Regions from separate parts of the Rattus norvegicus genome. Here region 2 is linked to region 1. A link is a contact called in public Hi-C data. All regions are on one chromosome and are shown on one strand. The core of a region is the stretch at or near the end of the contact, and the rest is flanking DNA. Distances in the headings are between cores, read along the strand shown. Region 1 overlaps Strn3 (striatin 3). Region 2 has its middle 43 kb from the start of Hectd1.

The links. Hi-C and Micro-C count contacts between places; a contact is called where the count stands out from the background.
Region 2: a Hi-C map of liver shows a contact between it and region 1, with 4 times the contacts expected there. The contact joins two enhancer-like sites. A contact is called at or near these places in 5 of 12 Hi-C or Micro-C datasets (Schwann cells, frontal cortex, liver and 2 more).

What each region holds. Positions count from the first base shown.
Region 1 is chr6:74,840,396-74,845,313 of GRCr8, reverse strand. The region is part of intron 1 of Strn3 (striatin 3); the gene reads left to right. Among named protein-coding and RNA genes, the nearest start is that of Ap4s1, 26 kb to the left of the region's middle. Within about 2 kb of position 1,768, at least 15 of the 93 cell types and tissues checked have an H3K27ac peak or open chromatin away from gene starts, as enhancers often do. A contact at or near this core is called in liver, where this site is marked.
Region 2 is chr6:75,044,465-75,049,216 of GRCr8, reverse strand. No RefSeq gene overlaps it. Among named protein-coding and RNA genes, the nearest start is that of Hectd1, 43 kb to the right of the region's middle. Within about 2 kb of position 3,501, at least 41 of the 93 cell types and tissues checked have an H3K27ac peak or open chromatin away from gene starts, as enhancers often do. A contact at or near this core is called in liver, where this site is marked.

The DNA of each region.
Region 1 (4,918 bases), core at 519-3,018:
CATCCTCTATATCACATAAAACTGGACATGCTGCTACACATCTGTAATCATAACACTTGAGAGATTGAAGCAGAATAAGGAGTTTGAGGTTATCTTGGGCTCTTGAGATCTTGTCTTATAAAAACTAGAACAAAAATGGGACCTAAAGAGATGGTCAAATGGTTAAGAGCACTTACTACTACTGCTCTTCAGAGGGCCCAAATTCACACCAAAAATCACCTGTATCTGGTGCTTCAAGGGATCCAGTACTGCCTTCTGAGCGCTGCATCACACATATGTGCACACAAATACTTTTACACCCATAATAAATCTTTAAAAAATACTTTCATGTATGCCAAGCATTGCTTTGTATAATACTATATCAATGATGTAGATATAGAAAAGATAGAAAAATTCATACCTTATTTGAACTTATATTCTGGTGGCATTTGCCTAATTTAAGTATTTATGAAAAAAGGATTGGATTCCAATATTTTTGATCTGAAAGTGAGCTGACCAGTATTTTTTATTCTGCTTGCTAATTCAGATAATTTTGCTATACTGGCTTAGAGCTTGTTATTGTTAAGAATTCTAATTCAGGATAGGCAAGAAGGCTTAGCAAGTAAAAGGTGCTTGCTGCCAAGGCTGATGACATGAGTTGTATACATGCAACCCACATGGTCAAGGAAAGAACCAGGTCCCCTACAAGTTGTCTTCTGACCTTCATTTTACTCAGTGATGTGCATAGTCCCCATATCCCTATACACACAAAACAAAATTTAAAAATATTCTAATTCAGAAATGAAGTTAATGCAGGTTTTAGATGTGAATGTAATTAATACTGTCACATTTACTTCTTTAACTGATTTTTTTCCCTGCTAGTTATAGATGCTTTATTGTTTTATAAGCAAAAGAGTGTATTCTAAACTAAGATTGTCTAAATTCAGGTCTTAGTGGTTCCACTGTTTCTCTTGGGAAAAAGCAAGAGAATTTCCTTTAACAGTGTACTTCTCTGAACTCTTCTGTAAAGAAAGTGGGGGAAATACACCAAGTTATAGGTTTGTTTGTAAGGCATAAATGAGACTTACCCATATATATTTAACAAATATTATAGATGGCTATTTATTATCTCTATTATCTATTCCAGAATTTTAAAAAATTAAAAAATTATGATTTTTTTTTGTTAAGCATGTAGGGGCAAGCCTTACCTGAAGTAAGAAGGCTGTTTATAATCTTATTTACATGAAATAAATACACACTTTTTTAGAAGCATGCGTGTGTGTTTTGAACCCTTTGTATGATTATTTACTGTATTTGTATGTACTTCTGTGTGTACACACTCAGAGGCCAGAGGAGGATGTAGCTGCTCTTGTCTGTCTGCAACTGTTCTTTTGACCTTTGAGGCAGGATCTCTTCTGAAACTGGGTTTCTCAAATAAGCTGGAAGCCAGCAAGTCCCAGCAGTCCTCCTGCTTCCCTTGGAGCTGGGATTGCAGTCATGCACAAGTGGCCTGGCTTGTAATATGGGTGTTGGGTCCAAACTCTAGTTTTTACAGTTACTTGGCAAGCTCCCTTAACCATCGAATCATTATTCTCAGCCCTTGAATGATACCATTTTATATGCGTGTGTGTGTGTATGGGAAGGGGGAGAATTCACTTTATATGTTAGTGGTTCACCTGAAATTATTTCTAACTGAATCTTGTTTTAGTAAAGGGTACTGGAAAGGGAAACAATTGTGACTCGTTTAGACTGATCCTGCTTGAATCAATATTAAACGTTTTATGCTGGTGACCTCTAGTGGTTGTCCCCAAACATCAGCAAATACTAAATAGTTCTTTTGTCTAATGTTGAATGAATTTAGGAGATATGTAAAACATGGTACCAGATGTTGAAATTCAGGAACAAGGTTGGGTTATGCTGAGTTATTAACTAAAATTGGCTAGGTAAAAACAAGTTTGTATAATTTTGCTTTGGTAATGTGTCAAGTTAACTACTTCCCTTTCTACTTTGTTCATTTGAGACAATGTCTCTCTGTGTGCCCCTGTCTGCCCTGAAACTGTGTGAACCAGCCTGGCCTGGAACTCAGTGCTGGGATTAAAGGCATGCACCACTATGCCTGGCTTACCTTTCTACTTTTTAGATCAGGGTTAGTTAAAAACAGCCATTGATGTCACCAGTTAAAGTATTTTGCTGGTGTTTAACAATTTTTTTCTGTTGGGGAAAACATTTCTTTGGAGTACTTACCTTGCAAATATGAAGCTCTGGACGCAAACCTCAGCACTCCAGTTAAAAAGGGATGGGAAGTCCTACCTTCGTTGACCCAACCACACATTCCGTTGTAGGATGCTCTTTCCCCACTTTTAGCTTGTTGAGGCAGGTCTTGGTACTTAGCTTTTCAGGAAGCCTGGGATTCATCATGTGGTACAGGCAGCTAAATGCTCTCACCTCTTACACCTTTTGGGTATTGGTGTTGCACACCTTTTTGATCCCGGCCCTTGGGAGGCAGAGGCAGGTGGATCTCTGTGTTCAAGGCCAATATGGGGGCTGGAGAGATGGCTCAGAGGTCAAGAGCACTGGTTGCTTTCCCAGCAGTCCTGAGTTCAATTCCCAACAAACACATGATGGCTCACAACCATCTGTAATGAGATCTGATGCCCTCTTCTGGTGTGTCTGAAGACAGCTACAGTGTACTTACATATAATAAAGAAAAATCCTACACACACACACACACACACACACACACACACACACACACACACACAAAGGCCAGCATGGTCTATAGAGCAAGTTCCAGGACAGCTAGGGCTCCATTACACAAAGAAACCCTGTCTCTATAAACACCATGATGACACTGCCGCCGCCAATGACGCTTTTTACTAAACTTTATTTAGTGTATGTGTCTGTATCTGCTTATCTTTGTGTGCATGCATATACATATGGAGGCCAGAGGACAACTCTCTTCTATGAGTGAATTGTTAATTTTTTAAAAATATTTATTCATTTATTATATATAAGTACACTGTAGCTGTCTTCAGATACACCAGAAGAGGGCATTGGATCTCCTTACAGATGGTTGTGAGCCACCATGTGGTTGCTGGGAATTGAACTCAGGACACCTGGAAGAGTAGTCGGGTGCTCTTAACCGCTGAGCCATCTCTCCAGCCCAAATGTTAATTTTAATATAACTGTATGTAGTAAATTAACACAGGGGCTGGGTTTTTTAACCCTAGCTAGTTCCTCAAAAACGACAGAGAAACCAAGATTTAGTTAAGGCTTTACCTCAATACCTGGGCAGTCATTTGATCTATTTTCATCCCCTGAACTAATCGGCTACCTCCCAGCCAAAATCCTAAAATACTTGCCTTTAGGTCTTTCATTCTTCAGCCGCAGCGCTTTTCAACACTTTTCTTTCTCCATGTGGTGGAATCTTACTCTTCTTTCTGGCTGGTGGGAGTCCTTCTCTATTCTATATTCTCAGCTATTGATGATCAGCTTTTATTGATTGACAAGGCAGAGAATAAATGGTAAGAATTGTTTACACAAACTTGAGACAGGAGATTCTTGGAATAGCATTACAATTCCGAGTCCCAAATTGAAACACGCTATGTGGACAGAGAAAAATGTGCATTTGAAAAAAAATCAGCATTTGAATGACACAAGGATAAAATTTACCCAGTATATAACATTATGCCTATATAACTGTCTACCAAAGTCTCTCAACTGTGAATAAATTATATGTTTTCTTACTCAAAGAGGGACAAACCAGGGCACAGTCACAGTCAAAGCAAAACCGAAGTCCGGCAGTATAAAGCTCAGAGTTAGACCCTGGGGGCCTAAGATCTTCTGCACGCCAAAGGGCTTGGCAGCCCCACTTTTCTGGCTTTACCTGGTACAGCACAGAAGCCTTGTCTTTAAGGCTCAGGCCAGCCAGCTCCACCCCACATCTGCCACTGTGTTCCCAAACTGCTGGGTTTCTCCTACACCTTTAACCTTATTCTCACCTAAGCTCTCTTCAGGGACTTTGACCAGCCAAATGGTGCCAGAGCCTCAGCTTCACCCTATGACCACTTCAGTCCTGAGGCTCTGCTCCCACTGAAATTGCATCCCACCCTTACCAAAACCTTTCTTGGCCTCTTAGTGCATGTACTCTATGACTCCTTTACACCACTTGGGAGACACTTACACAACAAGTTCAACTGCTAGTATGAAATACAGCCTTGGTCTTCTCTGAGCTATAACTTTGTGTGCTGATCTGAGGAAATATTTTCCAGAAGATTTTGCCTCAGTGATGCTGGTTCCCCCTCTTCCCCTTTTTGCTTTTCTTTCTTTCTTTCTTCCTTCCTTTCTTTCTTTCTTCCTTTCTTTCTTTCTTTCTTTCTTCCTTTCTTTCTTTCTTCCTTTCTTTTCTTTTCTTTCTTTCTTTCTTTCTTCCTTTTTTTTTTTTAAGGCATGGTCAGGCCTATAACAGCAATACCACAGTCCCTATACCAGCTTCTGTCTTAGGGTTTTATTTACTGTGTGAACAGAACCATGACCAAGGCAACTTTTTTTTAAAAATTTTTTTATTTGTTTATTTTATATATGTGAGTACACTGTCAATGTCTTCAGGCACACCAGAAGAGGGCATGGGATCCCATTACAGATGGTTGTGAGCCACTATGTAGTTGCTGGGAATTGAAATCAGGACCTCTGGAAGAGCAGTCAGTACTCTTAACCACTGAGCCATCTCTCCAGCCCCCTCGATTTTCTTTTTCAAGATAGGGTCTCTCTGTGTAGCCCTAACTCTGCCTTGGAATTAAAGGCATGTGCCACCACTGCCCAGCAATGATTTGTCTAGGGGTGTGTGTGTGTGTGTGTGTGTGTGTGTGTGTGTGTGTGTCTGTCTGTCTGTCTGTCTGTCTGTCTGTCTGTCTGTCTGTCTGTATCTGGTTGTGTATAT
Region 2 (4,752 bases), core at 2,252-4,751, 200 kb before region 1:
TATGTGTGCGTCTGTGTGTCTGTGTCTGTGTGTGCGTGTGCGTGTGTGTGTCTTTCATCCATGGATCCAAGAGAAACAAGGCAGTGGCTGGTAGCTTAAAGCGGGGCAGTAGAAACTACACGTTACACTAATAACCCATTTTACCTGGCTAGGCTTCACCTCCTAAAGGTTTCACTACCACTGGAAACCAATTCTACCCCCCTGAGGACAGAGTACTCAATGAAATGTATGAGCCTGTGGAGGACATTTTACATCCAAACCATAATACTGCGAAACTACAGATACGAATTATTTAATGAGTGAAGAAAAGAGGCAAGTCTCCCTTATAGAGAATTACAAATCATAGATCATTGCCTCTCAGAGGTGAAACGCAGCTCCACCATGTAAACACTGGTTACACTTGGAATTGCTTCTGGAAGAGTCCACATGGGAAAGACAATGACAAGAATCAGTGGGGAAGTGCCAGACAGTGCCTCAGCCGTAGGGTCAGCAGCAGTGATGTGCACGGGGATGGGATTGGCACTTTACTTACATAGTCGTAGTCGTCGTCGTCGTCGTCTTCTTCTTCTTCTTCTTCTTCTTCTTCTTCTTCTTCTTCTTCTTCTTCTTCTTCTCCTCCTCCTCCTCCTCCTCCTCCTCCTCCTCCTCCTCCTCCTCCTCCTCCTCCTTCTCCTTCTCCTTCTTCTTGCCCACAACCCCAACCCAATCATGGAGAAACAATAGGCAAACCCAAGTACAGCAGGCATCCTACAAAACTGGCCCAGCCTGGGAGCATAGATAATTGGGAGGCTGAGGCAGGAGGCTGGCTGTTGAAAGGCCAGCCTGAGCAATTTGGAAGACTGTCTCGAAAGGTCACACGTGTTCTGGGAATGCAGCTCTACGATGTCCTGGTTAGCTTTGACAATCAATTTGATACAACCTAGAGCGGTCTGAAAAGAGAGCTTAGATCAGATTGCCATGTGGGCATTACTATTGAGGGTTGTCTTGATTATTTACTGATGTAAGAGAGCCGAACTCTAAGGGGATGGCACCATCTCTTGGGAAGTGGTCTTGAAATGTATAAGAAAGGTAGCATTGCTGGTAAAGTGGCTCATGTCTTTAGTCACAGCACATGAGAAGCAGAGACAGGTGGATCTTTGTGAGTTCCAGGCCAGCCAGAGACACACAGCAAGGCCCTTTTGAGAGAGAGAGAGAGAGAGAGAGAGAGAGAGAGAGAGTTGGGTGGCCATAGCACACACTTTAATCCCAGCACTCAGGATTAAGGCACTCAGCAAAGGCAGGTAGATCTCTGAGTTAGAGGCCAGCCTGGTTATGGATCAAGTTCTAGGACAGCCAAGAAGACACAGAGAAATAAATAAATAAAATAAAATGATGAGGAAGAGGAAGGAGGAGTGGGAGGAGGAAGAAGAAGGAAGAGGAGTGGGGGTAGGAGGAGGAAGTTGGCAGCAACTGCTGCTGGACCTGACGGTCTGCCTGCCAGCAGCATCCTCTATGGTTTCTTTGGTACTTTGGCTGTGAAGGGAATTCCTTGGTTACATGTGGAATAGCAAGCAGGACTGCCTTCAGTTCCTGCCTTGGCTTCTCTCAATGAGAGACTGTGGGCTGGAAATGTAAATTGCAATAAACCCTTTCCTCCCTTCAGTCGCTTTCTCATAGGGATGTTTTACCACATCGACAATGAAACTAGATAGAGGTCGAGCCCTTGCCCAGCTCAGCCTTTAATGCCAGATAAATAAATAACAAAGTGAAACAGCTGACCAAGACCCTGCCAAGGTCCTCAAAAACGAGGACAGTCAGTAACCTGAAATGTGCTAGCACCCAAGAGACTGCCAGAGGAGACAGAATGGCCAGATGTGATGTGGCACCCTCAATGGAATAAGGGGCAGAATTGGGTCATTGACTGAAAAACTTAAGGATCTGACAAAGTGTGAGCATTGGTCCAGAGGTGGCCAGGGCAGTGTGAGCATTGGTTCAGAGGTGGCCAGGGCAGTGTGAGCATTGGTTCAGAGGTGGCCAGGGCAGTGTGAGCATTGGTCCAGAGGTGGCCAGGGCAGTGTGAGCATTGGTTCAGAGGTGGCCAGGGCGCAATAATAATGTGAGGCTGGCAGCAGGGGAAGCAGGCATGTGGCCTATGAAAAAGCACATCCTCTTCACAACCTTTTTCTTTCTTTTTTTCTTCAGCACTAAGGCGGTCACATGCACATGCTGGCAAATGCTCTACCACTGAGCTATATCTCGGCCCTTTCCATTTAAGAAAGAGTCTCCTTGAATTGCTCAGGCTGGCCTTGGATTTGGAATCATCCTTGCCTCCGACTCTGGAGTAACTGGGATCACAGGAGTGTGCTACATGCCAGGTCCACCACACACACAGCCTCTCTGTGAACCTAAAACTATTCTAAATTGAAAAGGCTACTTTTTAAAGTGCTGGCCTGGCACACAGGTTCCGTTCTGCTGTACTTTTTCTCGCTGTTGGTTTCCCATCTGTCTTTCTCCAACCAGTGCTGGGTATTAACTCAGGGCCTGGGGCAGGCGAAGCCAGTGCACTGCCTCTGCCTACACTCCAGACCCCATTTACTTATGATAGGTAGTCCCAGACCCACTCTTTTCTAATGCTGCTGGTAGCTTTTTGAGGCAAACTCTTATGTAGCCCAGGCTAGCGTCAACCTTATTGAGGAGGACTTTGGGCTCATGATCTTCCTGCCTCCATCCAGGGGCACTGAGAGTACAGACCTGTGCCACCCACCACACCCAACTCCACAACTCCATTCTTTTAAGTAATGTCCTGAAGTCAGCGCCCAGCCCGGGCATCAGCCCAAAGCAGAAAAGCTGCGCTCTAAGCTCGCTGATTGACATCATCCCGGGCATGTACAAAGTAGGTCAACTCAGTCTCTGTCTACCCGCATTTTTGGAGATTAGTCAGGACGGGTAACCTGTTTCAGGTCACCAGCAGGAAAAGGTGGTGTGGGACGGGAAAGGAGGTACCCAACTTCCCCTTGAAGAGTAACACCCAAAACAAGTGTCACAACACCTTAGTCACTCCCACTGTGTTTACACCACCCCCTTTAGATGTGTCACTTCCTTGGGCTTCCTCCCAAATTAAAAGAGACCATGTGCCAAAGCGCTATAAAAAGTTCGTTCCTGACCTCTAGTTGCCAACAGACGTTTCTCCAGTTTTAATCCTCATCGGATCACATTTCTAATGTTCCCTCGTGCACACAGCACCAGGGCCCCTCCAGGCAAGCAGACAGAACTCACAGACACCCAGCCCACCCTGACACACACGGCATCAGAGAGACACAGCGGTGCACAGTTAAGGATGGTGAGTGGTAAAGAGATGTGTCTAACAGGCTCACCATCCCTAGGAATCCACGCCACTTTATGAAAACTCTGTGTCCAGGGGACACAGAGCCGGGAAAACAGCAGCCCTCAGATCTAGATGGACAGTACTGCTGATTTCCTTAGCAGACCTCAGAGCACACATGCACATGAATGTCAGGTGACACCATTTTTCATTACATAGTCATTACCACATGGGGTGTCTCCATGGTTACCTTTCTTCTCCTGTCAGAAGGGCTATAATGCTTTTCTGTTGACCATGGTTTTCCTCTGAGGACAGGAAAATAATACTTCCTTGGCTTTGGTGTTTACACCCTGTGCCGTATTTCTCTGTGTTCTCTGCGGTGTGGCCTCCCAATCCTTGCACAATCCGGTTTGCTTACCACTGCTGTCATTATTCACGGAGCTTCCTGCTCCCTGTTTACACTGTGTTGTTCGGACTCCAGAAACAGAGACTTGATCTCGTTATTGATTAGTGACCACCTGGGTGAGATACACTGCTGATTTTAGAAGGAGCATGTCTGTGACAAGCAAGTCCCTGTGTTTAGAAAGCAGGCAGAACAGAACCCTGAGCACCTGTTCTGTTCAGTTCCCCCACTGGACTAAGAGAACGTTCCAGCATTACAAAGAACACAAATCCTACCACCCTGGGATCTGGCCTAGGTCTGTTGATGACAAATTGTGGTAGCCTGGGCAAGCATGCCTCCTGGCTTTTAGTTTCTTCTCTGCAGAAGGGCTGAAAGCTGACCAATCATTTCAGGTTCCCAAGGCTCCTAATTTTAGCACTAAAGGGTCTGTGTGTTCCAGGGATCTTCTCAGTCCCGGCTTGCTCTGGGAAGTTGTGTATTGGGTATCAGACAAGCAGAAAGTTTCTGGTTCTGATTTTTATGAGTCTAAACCTTACATGCTTCTCAAAGCATGCTATGCATGCCATTAAGAGGTGGACTGAGTCACAGGGAGGATGTTTGGTGGCTGTATGCAAAAAAAAAAAAAAAAAAAAAGTGCAAGATGTCCTGCCTCCTGACCTCTGACTCACCCGGGGCAGGAGACCATTCTTAACATCTCACAGGAAGAGCTCAGTGGAGAATGAAACACTCAGGCAAAAAGTGCCCTCAGGTTTCCCAATATAAAAGAAACTCAGAAAACAATTGACTAATATGTTTGTGACAGATGCTGTGACTGTCATACTCTTTGCAAGTGACCTAGTAAGCTCTGACGCTCCATCTCCAACTGACTGGTCTCTTGGTCTGTACTCCAGGAAGACACCACACACACACACACACACACTCACACACACACACACACACACTCACACACACCACACACACACATACACACAAACATACACACATACATACACACACGCACACATACACATATACCATACACATACACACATACATATACACCATACAC